Regions from separate parts of the Mus musculus genome. Here all the other regions are linked to region 1. The links are chromatin contacts, called in public HiCAR-type and promoter capture Hi-C maps. All regions are on one chromosome and are shown on one strand. Each heading gives the region's core, a stretch centred on a gene start, on an enhancer-like site or on the middle of the called end of the contact. The rest is flanking DNA. Distances are from core to core; before and after follow the strand shown. Region 1 holds the start of Pld3 (phospholipase D family, member 3). Region 2 holds the start of Arhgap33 (Rho GTPase activating protein 33). Region 3 holds the start of Syne4 (spectrin repeat containing, nuclear envelope family member 4). Region 4 holds the start of Rps19 (ribosomal protein S19). Region 5 holds the start of Arhgef1 (Rho guanine nucleotide exchange factor (GEF) 1). Region 6 holds the start of Cox7a1 (cytochrome c oxidase subunit 7A1). Region 7 holds the start of Rabac1 (Rab acceptor 1 (prenylated)).

What was found. Promoter capture Hi-C pulls out the DNA fragments that hold promoters and counts their contacts. HiCAR-type assays count read pairs that join an accessible place to other places.
Region 2: a promoter capture Hi-C map of pre-B cells shows a contact between it and region 1. The contact joins the promoter of Arhgap33 here to the promoter of Pld3 in region 1. A contact is called at or near these places in 4 of 39 promoter capture datasets (cranial neural crest, hippocampal neurons, liver and 1 more) and 1 of 115 datasets of contacts at active chromatin or transcription factors (thymic regulatory T cells).
Region 3: a contact with region 1 is called in a promoter capture Hi-C map of cranial neural crest. The contact joins the promoter of Syne4 here to the promoter of Pld3 in region 1. A contact is called at or near these places in 3 of 39 promoter capture datasets (cranial neural crest, hippocampal neurons and liver) and 1 of 115 datasets of contacts at active chromatin or transcription factors (bone marrow-derived dendritic cells).
Region 4: a contact with region 1 is called in a promoter capture Hi-C map of liver, with 2.8 times the contacts expected there. The contact joins the promoter of Rps19 here to the promoter of Pld3 in region 1. A contact is called at or near these places in 4 of 39 promoter capture datasets (cranial neural crest, embryonic stem cells, liver and 1 more) and 1 of 9 other capture datasets (liver).
Region 5: a contact with region 1 is called in a promoter capture Hi-C map of second pharyngeal arch cranial neural crest. The contact joins the promoter of Arhgef1 here to the promoter of Pld3 in region 1. A contact is called at or near these places in 2 of 39 promoter capture datasets (embryonic stem cells and second pharyngeal arch cranial neural crest).
Region 6: a HiCAR-type map of astrocytes shows a contact between it and region 1, with 6 times the contacts expected there. The contact joins the promoter of Cox7a1 here to the promoter of Pld3 in region 1. A contact is called at or near these places in 2 of 39 promoter capture datasets (hippocampal neurons and liver), 1 of 115 datasets of contacts at active chromatin or transcription factors (astrocytes) and 3 of 9 other capture datasets (adipose tissue, liver and pancreatic islet).
Region 7: a contact with region 1 is called in a promoter capture Hi-C map of cranial neural crest. The contact joins the promoter of Rabac1 here to the promoter of Pld3 in region 1. A contact is called at or near these places in 1 of 39 promoter capture datasets (cranial neural crest) and 1 of 9 other capture datasets (liver).

What each region holds. Positions count from the first base shown.
Region 1 is chr7:27,551,692-27,554,645 of GRCm38.p6, reverse strand. Pld3 (phospholipase D family, member 3) reads left to right here and starts at 1,428. Exons shown (of 14, transcript NM_011116.2): 1 at 1,428-1,648. It overlaps 2310022A10Rik (RIKEN cDNA 2310022A10 gene), which reads right to left and starts at 1,356. Exons shown (of 10, transcript NM_175107.5): 1 at 1,293-1,356.
Region 2 is chr7:30,533,661-30,536,614 of GRCm38.p6, reverse strand. Arhgap33 (Rho GTPase activating protein 33) reads left to right here and starts at 1,555. Exons shown (of 22, transcript NM_178252.3): 1 at 1,555-1,689; 2 at 2,403-2,512. The coding sequence starts at 2,435.
Region 3 is chr7:30,313,389-30,316,342 of GRCm38.p6, reverse strand. Syne4 (spectrin repeat containing, nuclear envelope family member 4) reads right to left here and starts at 1,527. Exons shown (of 8, transcript NM_153577.2): 1 at 1,257-1,527; 2 at 943-1,081; 3 at 1-113. The coding sequence starts at 1,384. Alkbh6 (alkB homolog 6) reads right to left here. Exons shown (of 7, transcript NM_198027.3): 7 at 2,040-2,424. The coding sequence ends at 2,161.
Region 4 is chr7:24,883,061-24,886,014 of GRCm38.p6, reverse strand. It overlaps Rps19 (ribosomal protein S19), which reads right to left and starts at 1,423. Exons shown (of 6, transcript NM_001360119.1): 1 at 1,348-1,423; 2 at 809-879; 3 at 463-563. The coding sequence starts at 879.
Region 5 is chr7:24,901,485-24,904,438 of GRCm38.p6, reverse strand. It overlaps Arhgef1 (Rho guanine nucleotide exchange factor (GEF) 1), which reads right to left and starts at 1,453. Exons shown (of 30, transcript NM_001130151.1): 1 at 1,311-1,453. It overlaps Cd79a (CD79A antigen (immunoglobulin-associated alpha)), which reads right to left. Exons shown (of 5, transcript NM_007655.4): 5 at 2,581-2,954. The coding sequence ends at 2,895.
Region 6 is chr7:30,182,583-30,185,536 of GRCm38.p6, reverse strand. Cox7a1 (cytochrome c oxidase subunit 7A1) reads right to left here and starts at 1,366. Exons shown (of 4, transcript NM_009944.3): 1 at 1,292-1,366; 2 at 366-452; 3 at 178-262. The coding sequence starts at 1,306.
Region 7 is chr7:24,971,160-24,974,113 of GRCm38.p6, reverse strand. It overlaps Rabac1 (Rab acceptor 1 (prenylated)), which reads left to right and starts at 1,386. Exons shown (of 5, transcript NM_010261.2): 1 at 1,386-1,587; 2 at 1,800-2,012; 3 at 2,256-2,353. The coding sequence starts at 1,532.

The DNA.
Region 1 (2,954 bases), core at 179-2,678:
CAAAACTTTTCCTAATCTCCACAGAAATGCATGGGCAGGTACATCAATGGGGAAAAAAATTAAAAACAAGTACCTCTGCTTTTCTCCTGGGGGGGGGGGGGGCGGCAGGTGGGGAGGGGCAGAGAGATAAGTAGGCTAAGTAGGTAAAGGCCACCAGGCCAAGCTATCCTCTGGTTTTACATACAGTGTAATAAAACATGTCATTTAAAATTAAAAAATATATATATTAGAGGGGTTAAAACAGCAAACTCAAAGTTCCTACAACTACGTCTGACAGGTATTCATTAAATCTGAACTAAACTAGTGACAGACTGGGACAGTTGTAGACCTAATGTAAGTTGCATGCAGATGTGAGGTGGAAACCAAGTATATAAGACTATTTAGCCACCCTGGCATGATAGCAGAGGCTTTTAATCCCAGCACTGGGTAGAGGGGCAGAGGCAGGCAGTTTATCTGTGAGTTCAAAGCCAACCTGGTCTATGTAGTGAGTTCCACGACAGAAAGAGCTACAAACAGAGACCCAGCTTCAAAAATAATAAATAAGTAAATAAACAAACAAACACACAAACAAAACAACTTTTCAAGTATCTTTCATTTACTGCCCACAAATGAAGAGGAATGTTCTATTTCTATTGTATTTCAAGTTAAGGTTCCCTTCTCCTGGCTAGGATAACAATGCAAAATGCCCCCTTTTAAATTGAGGAACATGCATTAGTCATTATTTTAAATCGCTATTTCAGGACTCAGGAAAGAGGCAAACAATCTTCTTGACTGTTGTTTTGCTTCCTTTGGGCTTCCCTCCTCTATGTTGTTAGAACTCTCAGCTACAATCCCGATCCACCGAGCTGTTGGTATGCCAAAGACATTCATCAGGATCCACACGACGAACATAGGAGCCTGAGATTATCGGTTTTCACTAAACAGAGAAAACTTGGGCTCAGAAAGGTAATGACACAGGCCCAGTTCTTGCAAAGGGAAGCTGGGATTAGAACCCAAACCCGCTGGCCTGCTAGCTCGGGCAGCTCCCGCGCGGGTACCCATCATCAGTGCTAACGAGGATGGAAGAGTAACATGGAGAGCTCTGAGAGCAGAACGGGTGTGCACGACCTGACGTCCCATTACACGGGTTCTACGGTCAGCTTCTGGGCCCCCATTGTACAGAAGAGGAAACTGAGGCTCAGAAAGAGAAATCATTTATCTGATCGTACAGTATGGGCTGCGCGGGAAGTCCAGACCCCCGGCCACCCCGTATCTCCATCCCTAACCTCCTCCGTCCCAGTCCCGCACCTCACCTGGCACTCTGGGGCCCGCACCCCCACGAGGCGCCCGCCCGCCCTCCGGGTCGCGCCAACTGTCAGACACTCCTCCCTCGGCCTGGGCCGCCCGCCCCGGAAGTCCTGCCCTTGATACCGGAAGCCAGACTGCACCTTCCACCAGCCGCTCTAGCCCTCCTAGCCTCCAACCAGCAAGAGAGTGTGGGGCGGCGACCATCACATGACAACACAGAGCCTCGGTCGCGAAGAACGCCGCCAATCAGAAAGGATCAAGTCTAGCCCCCACCCTGCCCGCAGTCTAGCGCGACTGCGCCTGCGCACAGGTGGGCGGGAAGGCGGGGCTAGGTTCTGGAGTAGAAGACTCTGACGTGCAGGTACTGTGCGATCTGGTGCGCGACACCTTGGCTGCCCTCCCTGTGTCACCCTCTCGTCTATAATGCATCTCTTCTATATCGTCCTTGGCCCACTTAGGTGCCCTCATCCCTTCTCTTAAATCATACCCCACTTAAATCGTCACCACCCCTCCCCTTCTGACGCCATGACCTCTCTCACATCGCCCCCTCCTTTAAGAAGTAATTTTTGTTTTTTTGTTTGTTTACAATTAATTGAGTATCTGTGACTGCATTTACCCGAGGAGATCAGAAGATGTCTAATTCCCTGGATTTGTAGTTACGAATGGTTGTGAGCCATCCCATGTGAATGCTGGGTTTTCTAGTTCAGGTCCTTTGGAAGAGCAACAAGTGCTTTTAACTGCTGCACCATCTCTTCAGCACAAACATTGTCCTTTTTATTCATTTTCATTCCCCTTAAGCCCTGATTGGCCTTATATGCTCAGTTTTCTCTTTTTATGTGACAGGGTCTCCTTGTAACCTCAAAGTATGTCAGCTCAGACACGCCCCTGCTGTCCCCAGTGCTCCGCTGGTCACTCTTCCATCTTTGTTAGCACTGGGTACCTGTGCGGGAGATTAGCATTCAGTCACCAGTGCAACTCAGGCTGGCCTTGAATTTTAGATCCAATTGCTCAGCCTCCTGAGTGTGGGGATTGCAAGCACTGATGAGCCGGTCTCTCTGTCATCATTGTCTTAGTCACCCACACATCTCCTTCATGAAACCCCCATTTCCCCTAAATCTCTTCATACCAGTTATTCTTGTACTTCCTGTTTCCATCTCCCCTTAGATTACCCTCAAATCGCCCTGGTGTCTCCATCTCTCCACTAACACATCTGTATTCAGCATTACCCACAAGGAGCCACCCAGCCTTATAGCTTTCCCTCCTCTGTGGGTACACGTTTCACATATTTCCATGGTGTGGGATATTATATGGTATTCTATGGTATCCCAGGGTCCCAGCTTCACCCCTAAACCTGTGGGAAACCCAGGCCACCAAACCATGCCTCTCCAATTCCTGCTTTCCCATTTGTAAAATGCACAGTAGCCAACAGGTTTGTGTGTCTGTAAACCCAATGTCCAGGAGCTAAAGCAGGAGGATCTCTACCTCAGCCTCTGATACATTACAAGTTCAAGGCCAACCTGAGCTACACGAAACTGTCAAACAACAACAAAAGCGCATGGGGACACTACCAGGAAAATGTGAATTCTGAGCGTTTGTTCATTTGTTGGCTGAGCCTTGTGTAGCTTAGGCAGGCTTTGAATTCCATATGTAGCCATATGTGGTCTTGA
Region 2 (2,954 bases), core at 306-2,805, 3.0 Mb before region 1:
TTTTCATCCTTTTGAACAAACCACACACTTGATTGAATCAATAAGGAGGTAGCTGTTTAGACACAAGGAACAATAGAAGATATTCACAATAACATCCTGATCAAGTTAAGAGGGGGCACTAGAAGGCTGCCCGAGGAAGTCACACTTAAGCTGAGATTACCTACTTGACCGAGGCCATCTTAACTGTGGCTGGGTAACAAACCACCCCCAAAACTTAGTAGCATCATCACTCATTACACTTATTCCCTCCCCCCACCCAGCACTTTCCATATTTCGCCATCCCAACTAGCTTTTCTCTCGGATGATACATATTTATATTTATTTTGTTCATTATCTTCCCCCATCAGCCTTTGATTTGGAGGTTTTAAATTTTTTTATTTAATGCATACAGGTATTTTGCCTGTGTATATGTTGGGGGTTCCATGTGTGCCTAGTGCCCACAGAGAGCATCTTCTGGACATCTTGGAGCTGTAGCTGGTGAACAGTCATGTGGGTGCTTGGAACAGGGAGTAGAAATCTGAGGACTCTGGAAGAGTAGTCAGTGCTAACTGCTGAGCCATCTCTCCAGTCCCTAATTTGGTTTGTTTGAGACAGATTTTCACTATGCAGCTCAAGCTGGCCTCAAATTCATGATTCTCCTGCACCCACTTTTCCAGTGCTGAGATTACAAACCGAAATCACCTAGTTCATACTAGCCTTTGAGCTTCCATATGGGTAAGGCTGTATTTTTTTTTTTTTTGATTATTGGTATATCCCCGAATTAAATAATCAAAGTCTTTAAAAGCCTGGACCGGGAGCGTGCTACCGAAACGAGAGGCCTGCTCAGGTCCAGATCAGTGAAAGCATCCTTCCGGAAAGGGTGTGGCTGCAATGCTTTCTAGGCACTTCTCTATCGTTTAAAAAAAGAAAAAAGACTGCACCTGGCTTTCTGAGAGGCATGAATGTCATAGCATTCCATACAGAAGCTTTTCCTAGAAAAAGATGTCAAAGGCTAGCCTCAAATAAGCGAATATAGGGAAACAAGGAAAGATGTCCAGTGAATAGGGGGAGGCCAAGTCGCACAGAGCCTAGGGTGGGGACACAGCGGGGTGTGCGAGATCAAAAAGCTTGTGGGCGGGGTCAGGATCAGGACTGACAGCGTGGGGACTGGAGGACCCGCATTTCGAAAAGGCTGCTTGTGGGGGATAGTCGTAGGCGAACCCAATGAAGCACGTCCGAGGAGCGACCGCGGGAGGAAAGGGCAGGCTGCTTAAGGAGAGAAGTGGCGGCAGCGGAGCATAAAGAATACAGGGTTTTATCTCAGGAGGGCCCTGACAGCCAATGCCAACCATCCATGGGCGTGGCGCTGTCAAACTTCGGGGGGTGGGACTGGAGAGACGGGGCGGGGATGGGGGCGGGAAGTAGAGCAGCACTCAAAGCCAATAAGCAGCCGCCTTGTGGGCGGGGCGTAGCCCTCAGGCCAAAACTGGAGCCAATGAGAAGGGCCTCCGCGTGCCCGCTGGCCCGCCCCTCATGGGGCGCGCGCCAGAGACCCCCCCGGCAGCCGTTAGGGGAGGAGCCTGCGACCGCCCGCGCGCGCCTCACGCCCTCCCCTTTGTGTCACCATGGCGGCGGAGGCGGCGGTGGCGAGGACTGCGAACGAGGGCTCGAAAGCCGCCGGGGTCTGAGGAGGCTACCGCGACCATGGTGGTGAGGGGCCCTCGGGGCCATCAGTCTGTGTGTCCGCGTGCCAGTCTGTCCGCGCGGCCCCGCCCTGCGCGCCCCGCCCCCGGCCCCGCCCGAGCCCGCGGCCTGCGCGCCGCCCCTCACCCTTCCTCGCGGTCCCCTACGGTCTCCACCTCGGTGCGGTCCTGGGTCGCGGCCCGGGCCTCGACCCCGCCCCCTCAGCGCACATTTCCTCCCTCCCCCTTCTGGGCCCTGAAAAAGGGGTGACAGTGGCGGAGGATCCGGACTTGAGAAAAGGGGGCTGGTTCAGGGAAGGACCCGCGCGCCCCATGAGGGCTTCCCCCCTGCAGGCGTCTGCCGAGGCTCCCTGGAAACCAGCCCCCACTCCAGCGCCCTCCTCAGCATCCTCATCCCCAGTCACCCTCCCGACCACCACCTCCTGCTCCCAACAGCCCCTTTCTCATTCCTGAGCCCCACCCCCATCTCACTCCATCCCCTGCCTGACCCTTTTCTTCTTCATTTTCATCCCACGCCACGCGCTCTCAATCCCTCCACCGACATCGATCTGAACCTTTATCGAAGTCTCTCCCGCCGCTTCCCGATCCTTACTCGAGGCCAACATCGCGCCTCCCGCCTCCGTTCCACTTGAGCCTTGGGGCTTCTCCATCTCCTTGTCTTCATCTCCCCTCCTCCATACTGCTCCCGCTCATTCATCCATTCATTCCCTCACTCCACAGACATTCACTGAGACCTCCTCTGTGCAGGCCCCATGCTCCAGGCACAGAAACAGTCAGATCCCATCCTGCCTTGGGGAGCTTCATGGGCTGGCAGGGGACAGACTCTGAGGGTGAGACCCAGGGATGAACTTGGGGTTGCAGGGACACGGAGGAGGGAAAAAGCCCAGTCTAGCAAATCCCCGAATCCCCATCTGGCAGCTGGTTATTTTATTCATCAGAGTTGCCCAGTCTATGCCGTGCAACTGGATTGGCACTGCGTGTCAGGGACCCAGAGAAGAATCATACATACAGTACTAACTCTGTGCTGATCTCTGTTGGGCATTGGCGGGGGTGGGGGTGAGGGTGTCAGCCTGGGGCCCTATTTCCAAAGGGAGAGATGAGTTCCTTGCAGGAAGCATCTCAGAGTGAGATGGATAAGCTCAGGTATAGTTGTGTAGTATGGGATGGAGAAAGCCCACAGGATGGGATGGAGACAATTGTCTGAAACAGCCTTAGATGGACAGAGAGGGCTTTCTGAAGGAACACACATGAGGAATGAGGAGGAGAGAACCT
Region 3 (2,954 bases), core at 278-2,777, 2.8 Mb before region 1:
GTCCAAGACCCAAGGCCTCGTTCCAGGTCCTGCAGCCGGAAGTTCAACCTCAACAGACAAAGATGTAGACTGTCCTGTTCAGCTTCTAGTACTTCCAAACCAGAGTCAGAGTGCTGGAGATTCCAGGGGACCAAAATCAGGGCCAATGGGCCAAGACACTACCCCTACTCCCAAGCAGGCTGCTGCCTTGTGGATGTTTCTCTGAAGCCACACCCATTCGAGAACCAACATTTGGGCTGCTCCCACTTGGCAGCCCTTTACACCAAGGCTGAAGACATCTAATTTAAGATTTCCAGGTTCCCGAGCCTTCTAGAAAGGTCTTTATATGGGTCTAAACTAGGAAGGATAATGGAGCAGAGTACCCCCAAAAGGAATGGGGTTATTAATAAAATTCTCATTTCCTACTTGGTAAAACGTGGAAATATGTCCAGCTTGGAGATGATAAAATGTAACTCCAGTTCTCTGAGGCAAGAGAACTGAAAGTTCAAGGGCAGCCTGAGCTACACAGTGAAAGCATATCTCAAATAAGGAGGTCGGGGGAACCGGGGAGATGGCTCAGTTGATAAAATGTTTGCTGTACAAGCAAGTGCTCAAAGAACCAAGCATGTGGCACCGGCTGGTCAGTGACTGGAGGCAGATTCGTGGCGCTCACTCACCAGCCACCCTAGCCAGGTTCAATGGGAGACTCTGTCACATAGTGGAAAGTGACTGAGAGACACTGGCACCGGCACGCATGATGTGCCTGTATCCCTGCTCACACTTAGGCACACAGAGTAAATACACAAAACGATTAAAAATAAGTGAAATACTGATTGGCAACCAGATGTCCTTACGGTGTCCCTTCCTCCACAGCACCCCCCAGAATCATATCATCTGAGCAAGGGGCAGATTCCGGGGGACAGACAGGAAGTGGGACTGGAACAGAGGGTGTGCTCAGCTCACCTCACAGGGCTTGCCCCCGTCTTGATGCTCATGGGAAGAGGCCAGGGGGAGTCTTGAGGGGCTGGTGGCAGACTCAGTGCTCTTCAGTTCACCCATGCAATGCTCAGGCAGGCCCAAGGAGGCCTGGACCTGCTCTGGCCTAGAGAGGAGAAAGGTTGATGGGCCACCTGTGAGGCACAGTGTCTCCTTTTCCACCTCACCATATGCCCACTTTTCTCCATGTCCTTCTTCAGTCAGTCACACATGGCCCTTCCCACAGACCCCTCCCTCCCTCCCTCCCTCCTTCGGAACCACTATCAAGCCCCAGTCCCCACCTGCTTGTCTCTTCCTCAGGTGCAGGGCAGATGGTCCCTCCGACAACATCCAGCTCTCTAGGAGCTGCCAGGGGACAATTCACAGGCTCTGGCGGGAATTCACGGCCAAGAGGTGGAACCAGGGCCATGGCCGTGCACTTGGGGATCGTCAGGTGAGGATGTCCAGTAACAGCAGCCGCTTTCTTAGACAGTCCAGACCCCCATGCTTTCTCAGCAGGACTCACAGCCTAAGTCCGAGGCTACTGAGGGGCCCAGGGGCCAGCCTAGCTCCACCCCTTCCTGGAAGAACCTGGACTAGAGAAATCTGATGCCTGGCTGAGGTGCGGAGGCATTTAACTCCTTCCTCCCCAGCAGGAGAACCTAAACCTTCCAATACCACCCGCTCGCCATCGTGGGGCTTTGAGAGAAAACGTCACCCATCTCAAGACCTTGGATCCTGTCACCTTCAGGGACACCTGTGTCTCAGGGCCCGTCCCATTCATTTAAAGTCTCAGGTATAAGGATACTGAAAAAAAGTCCCAGCACCTGGCAGCTAAAGCCTGTCACCTCAGGCAAGCTGGTCTCAAGTTCAAGGCCAGCCTAGGCAACTTATGGAAGCCCTATTGCAAAACTAAAAAATAATGCAATTGTTGCCTGGGTTGTAGTTTAGTGGTACAGCATTTGTCTAGCATCCAAGAAGCCCTAGGTTCTATCTCCAGTATTGAAGGGGGAGGGGGGGGCAGAGAGAAAGAAACTGAAGTATCTCTTCCCATCTAGTTAAAAAAAAAAAAATCCAAAACGAGTAAAGGTATTTTCTGTTTATTTGGAATGGTGTCTTCTCCATGGTTTCCATAGTTACTGGGGAAATAAATAACCCTGGACAGCTACCTCTGCCCTAGGGTTCCAAGGTCTTAGAACCTGGTGGTCACTTGCTCAGCAGGAGGCTGGCGCGCAGCACACGGGGCACGCGGCGAATGGTCAGTGAGACACGGGTGCCGCGCACCAGGTGGGCTCCGGGCAGCGCTGACTTGCAAGCGGTGGCATTGGGTGGCAGCGAGGTGGCGTCCAGCTCATCCACACGGGTAGCTGAGATGCCGTGGAGCAGGCGTGTGTAAGCTGTGCCCCGGAGCACCAGCAGGCTCCGTGGTTCCACCAGCAGCGAGGTGATGGGCCGTTGAGGAGGCCTGGGCTGCGGGAATCAGTTGATAATGGTAAATGGATATCCAGAGTTTGGGAGTGTGTGAAAAGTCAGCGGGCATCCGTAGCTGGTCAGGGGACAAGGGTCAGCAGGCCCTCAGGAGTGGTAATCTATAGGTTCTGGGGACAAGACTATTGGCCCGCCGTGTGTGTGTGTGTGTGTGTGTGTGTGTGTGTGTGTGTGTGTCCAGTTCTTTGGGAGGAGACAGGGCCTATGCTGCATTTTAAGACATAAAGGGCTACTACATTGTGGGAGCTTCAGCTGGCATCTGAGGGGCTGGGACAGACATGGGCAGTCCTAGGGATACTTACGCAGAGCTAATCTGGGGGTGCACTGCTGGGGTCAGGCTCTAATACAGAGGTTAAAGGGAATGGCCTATCCCGGGACTCTGGCTGTTAGGGAGGCTTTACTCAGGAATGGTATTACAGCAAGCCTGCCTGGGTAGAAGAGATGGAAAAGACGGAACTTTAGGGAGTGGAGCTAACATCTGGCCAGGGTGTTCGGAGAGTTGGAGGAAGACT
Region 4 (2,954 bases), core at 174-2,673, 2.7 Mb after region 1:
GGAATTCTCAGGCAGGGCCCCCCCCTAGCAAAGGCCTGGCCATGAACTGCAACCCTGGCACTACCCAGCAGAAAGAATCCTGCTCCCCTAAAGACTAGAGACAACAGGATGCACAAAGCACCCAGGCAGGATCCAGAGAGACCAGAGGGGCACCCCAAAGTTTTCTTTGGGCACCAGATCTGTAAGTTTCCTTTATAACAGGAGTGGCACTCCCGACCACTCAACCAAACAGGAGTTGACAGTTGTTCAAATCTAAATGCTATAACCGTGGACACAGAAAGCTGTTAAGACTCTCAAGTAAGCAAAATATGGACACTCATTTGCCCTCAGATTTCCTTTCTAGTTTAAAGCTACAGCTATTCAATAATGAGGTCTGTCTCCTGGTGTAGATGGGAGGGGAAGACAGGGTCCCTGCCTGGGGTCGCCCAGGTTCCCACTCCCAGCCAAAGCCTCAGTTCTTACCAGCTCGTGTGTAGAACCAGTTCTCATCATATGGGGCAAGCTCTTTATGTTTGGCCAGCTTGACTGTGTCCACCCATTCGGGGACTTTCAGCTTCCCGGACCTAGAACCAAGAGAATTGAGAAAAAGCACACTTCAAAAATTTCCAAAGATGACTTCAGATCTACTAACCTTTAGCAAGTTAACAAGGTTGGGGGAAAAAAAAAGCAAGAACGAACAGGTTAAAAAGGAAGCATGGTCACCGTAGGCCCAATTCAGAAAAGACCCCCAGCAAGTGGCCAGAGGGATTAATGACACATTGGGGTCACAGCGCACAGGGGTCAGGCCTCAGTTCCAACAAACACTTACTTTTTGAGGAAGGCTGCCAGAGCTCTGACGAACTCCTGCTGGTTAACGTCTTTTACAGTAACTCCGGGCATCTGAGGAAGGGACAAGCATGCCGAGGTCAGGCTTGGTGCAAACCCCTGACGTGGGTCCAGGTCAACACCAACCCTGCTCGTCGCCAGTCCACCCCAAAGCCTCAGCATCCACCCAGCCTCATGTCCCTGCAACTCGGCTCCTGCAGGTCCAACAGAGTTGCCGGGTGCACACGCCACGCGGATCGCAGCACCGCGGCGTGGTGACCGCGTGGGAGAGCCCTCCACACCCCGCTCCCTCAAGCCCACGTTCCGGGCGTCCCACTCACCCCTCCGCTGCCCACCTAACCCTCCGGGCTCCCGGATTGCGGCGATCAGGCATGTCCGGGCCTGCCGCTCGCACGTGGCCGCGGCTCCAGAGGGCGGAGCGACCCCGCGCCGGGCTTCCCGCGGTCCCGGCACGAGCTCTTGGGGCCAGAAAGCCCGGCCCCGTGGCCCCGCGCACAGCCGCGACCCAGAGCCCTCACTCACCGTGCGGCCTCCGCGCTGCCAGCCAGGGGAAAGGGAACGACGGGGTTTCCCGGGCGCACAAGTCGGGCGTCGAGTCTCGCGAGATTTCGGAGTGCTCGCGAGAGCGGCTAAACCAGAGGGCTCCGCCTTTCTGAGGGCGAATATGGCTTCATCTCCACCCAAAATGGGCGGGTCTGTAAGAGGAAGGGGTGGAGAAGCCAAGAGAAGGGACTCGGGAGGAGGATAAGGGATCTGGTTCCTCTTTCCGTTTCCTTGGGCGTGACCGGAGCGAGCTGGGGGAGTCGGCCTTCATTTGAGCCTTGTGTGTCTGGCGGGAACAAGGAGGCGGAAACTTTTGAGGGCGGAAGTGCGGGCGAAGTTGAGCGCGCACGAAAGGAAGGCGGGATTCAGCGCAAGACCCTGCTTCCTGGCCGGAAATGGGAATAGTTACGGGCGGAACCGTGACAGGCAATCCAGGGAAAAGGCACTATGACATGTGGCCACCACCACCTTTTGTGCTAGCATTAGCATTCGCGAGACCAAGAGATACACGGAAGCCCCACCCTTCTTTGGGCGGAAGTTGCTTCAGCTCCATTGACGCTCGCGGAGAGGAAAGAAGGCGTTGGGAGCGGGGAGGAGATTAGGGCGGGGACAAAGGGGTAGAGGCGGGCCCTTGGTGGAGGTTCAGCTCCGCCATCTAGTGCCGGAGTCTGGTTGTTCAGACCGTTAGTCTCCTCGTTTGCCTCTTCTGAGTCATCCAAGCTGACCTGTGCAACTTTATTATATCTGTACCTACCCACCCACCTACCTGCCTATCGTTTGTTGTTTTGAGACAGGATTATCATTAATTTATTTAGCCAAGACTGGCCTGGGACTTTTTATCTAAGGCTGGCTTTGAACTCATGATCCCCCAGCTTAATGCTACGGGAGTGTGTCACTACGCCAGGCTCTCAGTACCTCCCACTCCCACCCCGCAGCGCAGCGCATAAAATATTTGAGGTTGTGTTGCATCCAGACAAATATTATTTAAGATAGAAAAGAGAGGAGGGGCCGGGCGTGGTGGCGCACGCCTTTAATCCCAGCACTCAGGAGGCAGAGGCAGGCGGATTTCTGAGTTCGAGGCCAGCCTGGTCTACAGAGTGAGTTCCAGGACAGTCAGGGCTACACAGAGAAACCCTGTCTCGACCCCCCCCCCCCCAAAAAAAAAAAAGAAACGAGGGGCATTGTGATGGTTCGCTCACTAGGTAGAAGTTCTCCCATACGAGCCTGATTGACCTGATACGATTCTTTGAACCCATCACGGTATAAGAACTAACTACAGAGTTTTGTCCTCTGACTGCCACAGGTGCGTCTCAGAGAAGGGTGTATGTTCACATATCGCACCCTCTTTATACACATACTAAGACTTAAAATTAGAAAAAAATATTAAAAAGAAATGAATTATCAATACATAAGTGAAAAGTTAAGCCAGTTTGAGGGGCCGGAGAGACAGATGGCTCAGCAATTTCAGAAAATCTGACTTCAGTTCCAAACACCTACACTGGAGGGTCACAGTAGCTTGTACTTTCATCTCCAGAGGATGACATGTCCTCTTCTGGCTTCCTCGGGCACGTGCACTCATGTATGTA
Region 5 (2,954 bases), core at 204-2,703, 2.7 Mb after region 1:
GAGCTCCAGGTTCCCCCACCCGTGCCGCAGAGTCGCTCTAGCCGAGCCAGAGGCCGCCTTTGCGTCCAGCTCCACTCCTCCCTCCGGCCGCTCTAGCCCGCCTCCTACCGCTCTCCGGCCTCGGCAACTCCACTCCTCCTGCCGGCGGGTATCGCAATACACGGCGCCACGCTGGCCCGATAGGGCCGCTCTGGTCTGCCTTGGAGGACCCTTGTTTCCGTATTTCGACTGCCCCTGTCACTCTCCTGGGCCCCGCCCCCTTAGCAGGAGTGGTGCATGGTTCCATTGCCTGGTTAGGGCTCAATCTCGGAGAAACTTCAAGTCGCTCAGGTCCTAAGCACCTATCGGGACCTCACATGAGCTCTACCTCCCCAACTCGGACCTATTAAATTCCAAATGCTTGTATACCCTCTGTCACCACTGTCAACTCCTCCCGCTGTAATTGGAAAGAAAAAACAAAACAAAAACAGAACCCCCTCACATAGATAGACACACACACACACACACACACACACACACACACACAAACAAAAGCATAAAACACTCATGCGCTCGAGCATATATTTTCTTCTGATAGACTAACCTGCAAAATGCAATGACTTCCCTTTAGGCCTCAGTCTTCCCATCTGTTCAATGAGGATATGTTTCCGGTTCTCTCCCCTACAGCCATCTCCCAGAGTATAATTAATACCACAGAGAGGGTAAGGAAAAAAGCTTTCTGAGACGTGTTTAACGCTCTGTAAGTCTCGGCTTTAAAATGTACTGCAGAGATATTTGTTTATTTTAGGGAGCTCTAATCAAGCATCCATGATCGCAGGGACAGCTCTTTACAGGAAACAGCTTTGAGTTCAAGTCCCAGATGCTCTGTCCCTACGACAAGGCAGTCCGACTCCCTGGGCCTCAGTTTCCCTGCTGATAAATGAGTGTTATCGTTCTTCGCTGGGAGCCTGGATCTCTACCTACTTGTGCTCTCGACAAGTGCTCTCTCTCTCTCTCTCTCTCTCTCTCTGTTTTGTTTTGTTTTTTTTTTTTTTTTTCTTTTGAGGCAGGTTCATGCTAGGTCGCCCAAGCTAACCTCGAACTCATGGCAATCCTCCTGTCTCTGCTTCCCAACTCCTGGGATGACAGGCGGGCGCCAACGCGCCGGGTTTTCTCTTTGCTCTCTTTGACAGATGAGAAAACCGAGGCCAGAGAAAGGCGGCTGCAGGTTCACTGGGCGCACCCTGGGAGGCCCTCCGCGCCCGGTCCCCTCCCTGCTCCTCCCTGCGGCGGCTGGAGGAGGAGGCCGGGCGGGGCCAGGGACAGTGTACCTGGTGTCCGCGCGGGGAGGTGACCGGCGAGGCGCCCGAGGTCGGGCTCGGGGATCCCGGGCCCGGTGTCCCGACTCCGGCTTCCTGGCTCTGGCGGGCAGGAAGTCGGGGCGTTTTTCCGGAGCCCCCGCCCGCCGCCCCTCCCCGCTTCCTGCCCGCGCCCCGTGCCCGCCCGGCACCTCGGCTTCCTTCCCCTTCTCGCCGCCCGCGCGGCTCCTCCTTTCCCCGCGGGCGCGTCCCCACCCGGCCCCGCCCGGCTCCCCTTCGCCTTTGTCCGCCTCCGCCGCCCTCCCTGCTGTTGCCCAGCTCCTGCCCTGGCCCTTACTCTCTCTTTCTCTTAGTTTGCGACAAGGGCTCCCTATGTAGCCCTGGCTGGCCTCGAACTTGTTGTGTAAGGCGGGCTGGATTCGAACTCAGGTGTCTCTGCTTCTGGAGTAGAGAGATTAAAGCTAAAGGTGCGCGCCACCACCCTGATCTCTTTTTCGAAGCTCGAAGGCCTTCCTGCCCACAAGGTCAGGGGCCCATCCAGGCACTCCTTGCTTTCTGGCCTCTGTTGCTTCTCCCTGCTGCAGCTCCTCTGTGCCTTGATCACGCTGGGCCCATTTCTTGCTGTTGGCTGTCTCTCTCATGCTCTGAGATTTCAGGCTTTGTCCTTTCCTCAACTGTTATTATCAGGCCAGCCAGTTTGTGTCTGCTTCTTCCTTTGGCTATTTATCTCTGCATCCTTGTCTCTGGGGATCCCACTGAGTCTCCTCTTGGCCTCCTGTCTTTTAACAACCTGAGTCTGCTCTTCCCATCCCAATGACTGTCACACCACTCTAGCTCTCTCTGTCATCCCCCTCCCCCCGGTTCTTGACAGAAACTCTCCAAATCTGCCTTATGCAAGTGAACCCATGAGGGAATTAGGCCCCACTCCAGAAAATAATATCTTGTGTTCTCAGAGTTTAAATATAGGTAAAAATTTGGTAACACCCGGGCTGGTTCCCCCTTGCTTTGGGACATGAGGAGGGTGAGGCCCTATAAGGGAGATAAACCAGCATTTCAATTGGGGTGGGGACTTCCCCAAGAGACTTCCTGTTATTTTGGGGGGAGGGGGTTGGGGAAGACAGACAGCAAGAACTGTCTGGTCCCAGATCTCAGAAGTGGTCAGGTGAGAACTTGAACCTAGAATCCTGGGTCTGAGGGGGGAGGGGACTTGGGTTTTCTGCTCCTGGTTCCCTGGCAGTGTTGAGGAGCAGTCTACATGAGATCCATGACTCCTGCCAAGGGCTGCTTTGGGAAGGATTTATTATCACTTAAGTGGCCATGACAGATCTGGGAGGAGGGGGGGTGACACTAACGAGGCTGCTGTAATCAGCTCCCCTAGAGGCAGCGATTAAGGGCTCATTACCCACTAGAGAGGGAGCTGGACTTGGGGAAGGACAAGATTAGGTGGGAGAATAGGGTGGGGCAGCCTGGAGGCAAGGGTAGGCCACTCGAGTGGCTGGAGCAAGCACTGGGAAGGGGGGACTCCAGGGGAAGAGTGGGGAGGCAGGGATGCTGGAGTCAGACATATGGCAGGCAGGGAAGGGTGGGACATGTCAGTCATGGCTTTTCCAGCTGGGCATCTCCAATGTGGAGGTTGCCCACATCCTGGTAGGTGCC
Region 6 (2,954 bases), core at 117-2,616, 2.6 Mb before region 1:
GGTTTCTCTATGTAGCCCTGGCTATCTTGGAACTCACTCTGCAGACCAGGCTAGCCTCAGACTCAGAAATCCGCCTGCCTCTGCCTCCCAAGTGCTGGGATTAAAGGCATGCGCCACCACTGCCCGAGGACCCTGGCTATTCTTATGACCAGAGCAAGCCAGTGGTCCTGCACTTACCCCCCAGAGTCAGCGTCATGGTCAGTCTGTACAGGACGTTGTCCATTCCCCCGCCTTTCAAGTGTACTGGGAGGTCATTGTCGGCCTGAGTTGGAGGGGTGAGAACAGGGTTGCTGGCTCCTGCACAGACCTCCACCTGCCCAGCGACCCCCACCCCTCATTAGGTCCAGAGACTCTGTCCCGCCTACCTGGAAGAGCTTCTGCTTCTCTGCCACACGGTTTTCTAAGTGGCTTCTGGTAGATGAGCTAAAAGACCGGACCAGAGCCTGGGAGACCTGGAGGGATAGGAGATGGGTCTGTAGGGAGCACCTGGAGATCTGCCCTCATGTGGATCCCGCAGGAAGGGAGCGCTTTGCGATGTGGGGACTACATTTCTGATGAAGAACTAGGTAAGATATCTTAAGGCAAGATAGTTACTAGTGAGAGCGGGGGTGGGGTGGGGGTTGGGGGTGGGGACATCTGTCAAGACATTGGTGGAAGCCTATTATCCCAGCATTCAAGAGGAAAGCAGGAGTTGGGGCCAGCCTGGGCTACTTAGTAAGCATTTAGAAAATGAGAGGAGGTGTCACATAAGTTGTTACAATTGGGAGGTGGAGGTCGGAGGTCAAGGACATTCAGCTGCATAGCAAGTTAGAGACCAGCCTGGGCTATGGGAGACCCTGTGTCAAAACAAACATACAAACAAACAAACAAACAAACAAAGGAGTGGGGATGGGGAATCGGTGTCTAGAAGCTACAGCTTGGAACTCTCTGCAGGCTGTGAGAGACTCCAGTGCTGAGAATGTGAAATGGGCGCTATGGGGTTTGAAGGAGAGGGCTAGATTAATACCAGAAAATCAGGTTCCAGGGATGGCAAGACTGGCTTGGAAGTTCCATGAGAGTTGGTTTTAGGGCCCCCTGGGATGTTAAGGGGGACTCGGGTAAACGGAGGCTTAAACCCAGGGTTCTGGACCATGTTAAGGATAGTGCTGTCTGGAAGCTCAGGCTGCCAGGGAGGAAGTCCCAGTCTGAAGGGTGCACCTGTTCTAAGACTCCGGATCCTGGCATGTTTAGGTTAGGCATCTGGGTTGTGGGGTTCCCCTCCACCCCGACACAGCCCGTGCTGGGGCCTCACCCGTAGGGCCCTCATTTTGCGTCCTCAGCAGCTCCGAGTCACCTCCCCTCTTCGCCCAAGGACGTGCAGCACTTTACCCTAAGGGAATCCCAAGCCACGCCCACTGACTCCCAGACTGGTGGGGCGTGACCAAATTAGATTTGTCCAATAGGGTCAGAGAGAAAGTGTTCCAACTTGTCAGTCATCGTTTCCGCATTTGGGTTGACCCCAATGACAGTGGCTCAGGGACTTGCCACTCCCTGGCTGTTATCTAGGGTTACCCTGCTGATAATCTGGGAGCCAGTGAGGGCAGAGATAAATGTCTGTCTTCTGAATGAGTGATCACTGCACCTTGGAGCCTTAGTTTCCATATTTGTTTCCTCAGGGCCAAGTCAGGATCTTCCCCAGTGTTCTTGAGGAAACAAGGAGTCACCCCGATACAGATAAAGATATTTACCAGGCCAGAACTGATTTAAGAAATTAAAGAGATAGAGAGAGAGAGAGGGAGGGGGGGAGGGAGGGAGAGAGAGAGAGAGACAGAGAGAGAGACAGAGAGAGAGAGAGAGAGAGAGAGAAAAAGAGAGAGAGAAGGAGGGGGGAGGGGCGGGGGGGGGCTGTGCGGGCGTGATGGCACACGCCTTTAATCCCAGCACTCGGGAGGCAGAGGCAGAGACAGGTGGATTTCTGAGTTCGAGGCCAGCCTGGTCTACAGAGTGAGTTCCAGGACAGCCAGAGCTACACAGAGAAAGAAACCCTGTCTCGAAAAACTAAAAAAAAAAAAAAAAAAAAAAAGAAAAGAAAAAAGAAAAAGAAAAAAGAAAAGCGGGCCGTGGTGACCCAGACCTTTAATTCCTGCACTTCTGAGGCTCACTGTTCTACAATGGTCTACACGGTGAGTTCCAGCCTTGCTACAGGCACTACGTAAAGAGACCCTGTCTCAAAAAAAAAAAAAAAAAAAAAAAAAAAAACAGTTTAAGGACTGACAATGGAGGGCAGGAGAGGTGGCTTGCCGATTAAGAGCACTGACTGCTAGTCCAGAGTACCCTGGTTCAGTTCCTAGCACCTACATGGCTGTTTACCTATGTCTGTAACTGCAGGTCCAGGGGATCCAACATCCTCACAGACACATACATTCGGGCAAAACACCAATGCACATAACAAAATAAAAAAGAATAGACAGTGAACAGATGGAGGAGAGGAGGGTAGGGAGGTAGGGGTCGTGAAGGGGATGGGAGAGATGGAAAGAGCAGAGGGAGAAAGAGTTGTTCCCTTAGAGAAAAATATGGGGCATTTGTATTGTTTTTTTAGCTGAAATTAAGCTTCCTAGATCTTTTCTTTTTTTTTTTTTTTTTTTGGTTTGGTTTAGGTTTTGAGACAGGGTTTCTCTGTATAGCCCTGGCTGTCCTGGAACTCACTCCGTAGACCAAGATGGCCTTGAACTCAGAAATCTGCCTGCCTGTCTCTGCCTCCCAAGTGCTGGGATTAAAGGCGTGCACTGCCACTGCCCAGCCCTAGATCTTTTCTTTGGGATCCAACCTAAACAGAGGTGACATGGCAGCCCATTCTCTCTCTCTCTCTCTCTCTCTCTCTCTCTCTGAGACTGGCCATCTGGGTGGGACTTAGGAGTTAGGCTTAATTGTAGATGGACCCTGATAAATCACCAGGTCTGACTGCTAGTGAGTGG
Region 7 (2,954 bases), core at 137-2,636, 2.6 Mb after region 1:
ATCCGCTTTGACAGAGGGACTCAGCACAGGACAGAAGTGGGGGAGGCCCCTTGAAGTCATGCAGCCGGCATTATGATCAAGGTCTCGAGTTCCTGTTAATATCTTCTGGCTTTTTCCCAGTGCCACTTGCTCTGGGAAGCACAGGAAAGAGCTCAGAGCCAAGTCCCATCTCCCACAGCCTTCTCGGATGTCTCCTACTACCTACTGACTCAAAACCCATCTAACGTGAGCCTCCTCCCTCAGGAACCTGAAAGTACCCCCTGCCTCATCACATCTCTACCTCAGGGTCCTCGCTTCCACTGTCCCAAAGGACTCCTTTCCCAGCTTCCAGACACCTATCCTAAAAATCCCAGTATTCAAATTTCTTACATTCTTTGAATTAGTTTGCCACTTTCTGCAACAGTGTTGCCTCTGGATCCCACTGCCTTCTCCACTGCCTTCTCCCGAAGCCCCGACTCCCACCAGGGCAGCAGAGACTTGAGGGTCATGAAATAGAAAGAATTTGCTTAGTCCTCTTAAAGAAACTGAATTGGTTCCCATAGCAGTCAAACCCAGCTGACTTTTGCCGCCAAACTGGTTTCCAAGGTTCTCTGTCTTTTCCAGTACTCTGGCCTTGTGGTGTCCCTCTTTAGTCTTTAGGCTAACTGTACATTTGCAGTCCTCCACTGATCTGAAGCAATGCTGGACCCCAAGTGGGAAACCCAGACACAATTTCCTGCTGAGTGGCCCATACTGAAATCCCAACCCGGAGGAGTTCCGTTCCCAGCACCCATGATTTCTAGACAGCTCATAATTGCCTGTAACTCCAGTTCCAGGAGCTCTAAAACCCTCTTCTGGTGGCACACACGCATAAACATATAAAAGTAAATCTTTTCTTTTAAAATGCAAACATTTATTTTTAAATCATGTGTATCTGAGTGTGGGTATGTGCACATGAGTATGTCTGATTGGCTAGAGCTGGAGTTTCGGGCAGTTGTGAAGCACTGGGTGTGGATGCTGGGAACCAAGCTATGATCCTTTGAAAGAGAAACAAGTAAGCCATCTCTCCTGTCTCACTTTCAAAGTAAATACTTTTAGGAAAGAAAAAGTAAATGAACTCTTTCCCAGACTTGCCCAGTTAGAATCAGAATATCTGAGTTTTCGAACAATGTTTTATTAAGCTCTCTCGAGCCAGAACGACAGCTCTGCACGGTCCACGGAAGTACGTTTCTGCCATTCGAACTCCCACAAAATCCTCTGTCCTGACAGTCCACCTGCTGTAGTCCACGCTGAGCCTCCTGAAACTACAATTCCCACAATGCCTAGAGGCTCCCGACGAGCTCTTAGCATACATCTCCCAAGATGTCTTGCGAGGCAAACCTGCCTCTTGACGCCACGATGACTACAACACCCACAATGCTTGGAGGAACAACTACCGCCCTCTAGAGCTCCCAACGACGCCACTTCCAAAGAGTCCCGGCTGGGGTGGGGCCGCCTAGGTGCTGCTGGGCTCCGGGCTATTTACAGCGGTTCTATCCACTGCAGTGCAGACATGGCGGCCCAGAAGGACCAGCAGAAGGATGCCGAAGGGGAAGGGCTGAGCGCCACGTGAGCAAGCAGGGTGTTACCCCCAGATCCGAGATGCAGGAGTCCCTCATCTCCTCAGAGGTCCTGGGAGGGACTCAGTCCTGTTGGCTCCCTCTCAGGACCCTTCCTCCTAGGGGTTCAAGGTCATGCTTGGGACCAGGTGTGCTAGAATCTGGGGTCCAGATTCTACCCTCTCCCTCCCTTCAGCTGCTCTGCTCTGCCCTGCCCATTAGGACCCTGCTGCCCAAGCTGATTCCATCCGGCGCAGGCCGAGAGTGGCTGGAGCGGCGCCGGGCGACCATCCGGCCCTGGGGCACCTTCGTGGACCAGCAACGTTTCTCGCGACCCCGCAATGTGGGAGAGCTTTGCCAGCGCCTGGTACGCAACGTGGAGTATTATCAAAGCAACTACGTGTTCGTGTTTCTCGGCCTCATCCTGTACTGCGTGTGAGTGCCTCTGCGGCCCCGCCCTCGATAGTCAGACCCCGCCCCCGGCTGCCAGGCCCCGCCCAGACCAGTTAGCCCACTTTGTCACTACAGGACCCGGTCAGTCTGTACTCCTGCATTCACCTGACCAGGATGTGGCCTTCGCTGGCCTAGAAGGACGTAACCTCAGTCTGTGTCCAAAGCTAGAGGGGCCTGGCTGACGCAGCCTCGGATACCTAACTCCTGTCTCCCACACTCTTCCAGGGTGACATCTCCCATGCTGCTGGTGGCTCTGGCTGTCTTCTTTGGCGCCTGTTACATTCTCTATCTGCGCACGTTGCAGTCTAAGCTTGTACTCTTTGGTAAGAAATCTCCTGCCCAAATGGCTCCTCGGGCCTTTCTGATCGTGGTCTCACGGAATGCAAACTTCCGAATAGTTGGGACCCAAGACGGCCCCCACCGAGCTGTCCACTAGAGTCACTTAACTTGGTCTTTAAGGGCTTAGACCCACCAGGTGCTCCCCTCCAGTCTCAGCTTCCCAAACCCAGAGAGACCCCAAAGCCCTGGCACCTCTGTCTCTTGTAAATGACTTAATCCAATTCCACTCAACCCCCCCCCCCCCCCCCCACGGAACGCATCAGCTGCAGATACCCACACTGCACACCAGGTGGCGACCTCATGCAGGCCTAGATCCGTGTTCCTTCCCAAGTCTTGGCCCTGATGATTCTCAGAGGGGAAGGCTGAGATCTGTAAGTCCGGTGGCCCCAGACTGTCACCAGGACCACTGGAAAGAAAGGTGTCAGGGAAGACCCAATGAGGGGAATCCAAAAGTTTCCGAGGAGACTTAAAATAAGTCTTTCATAGCCCAGCAAGCTTAAGGACCAAACAAAGATAGGCTGTGGCAAAGAAATAGACTGAAGCAGGTCAGAACTTGGCTTCTGCAGGTAGTGGTCACTAGGACAT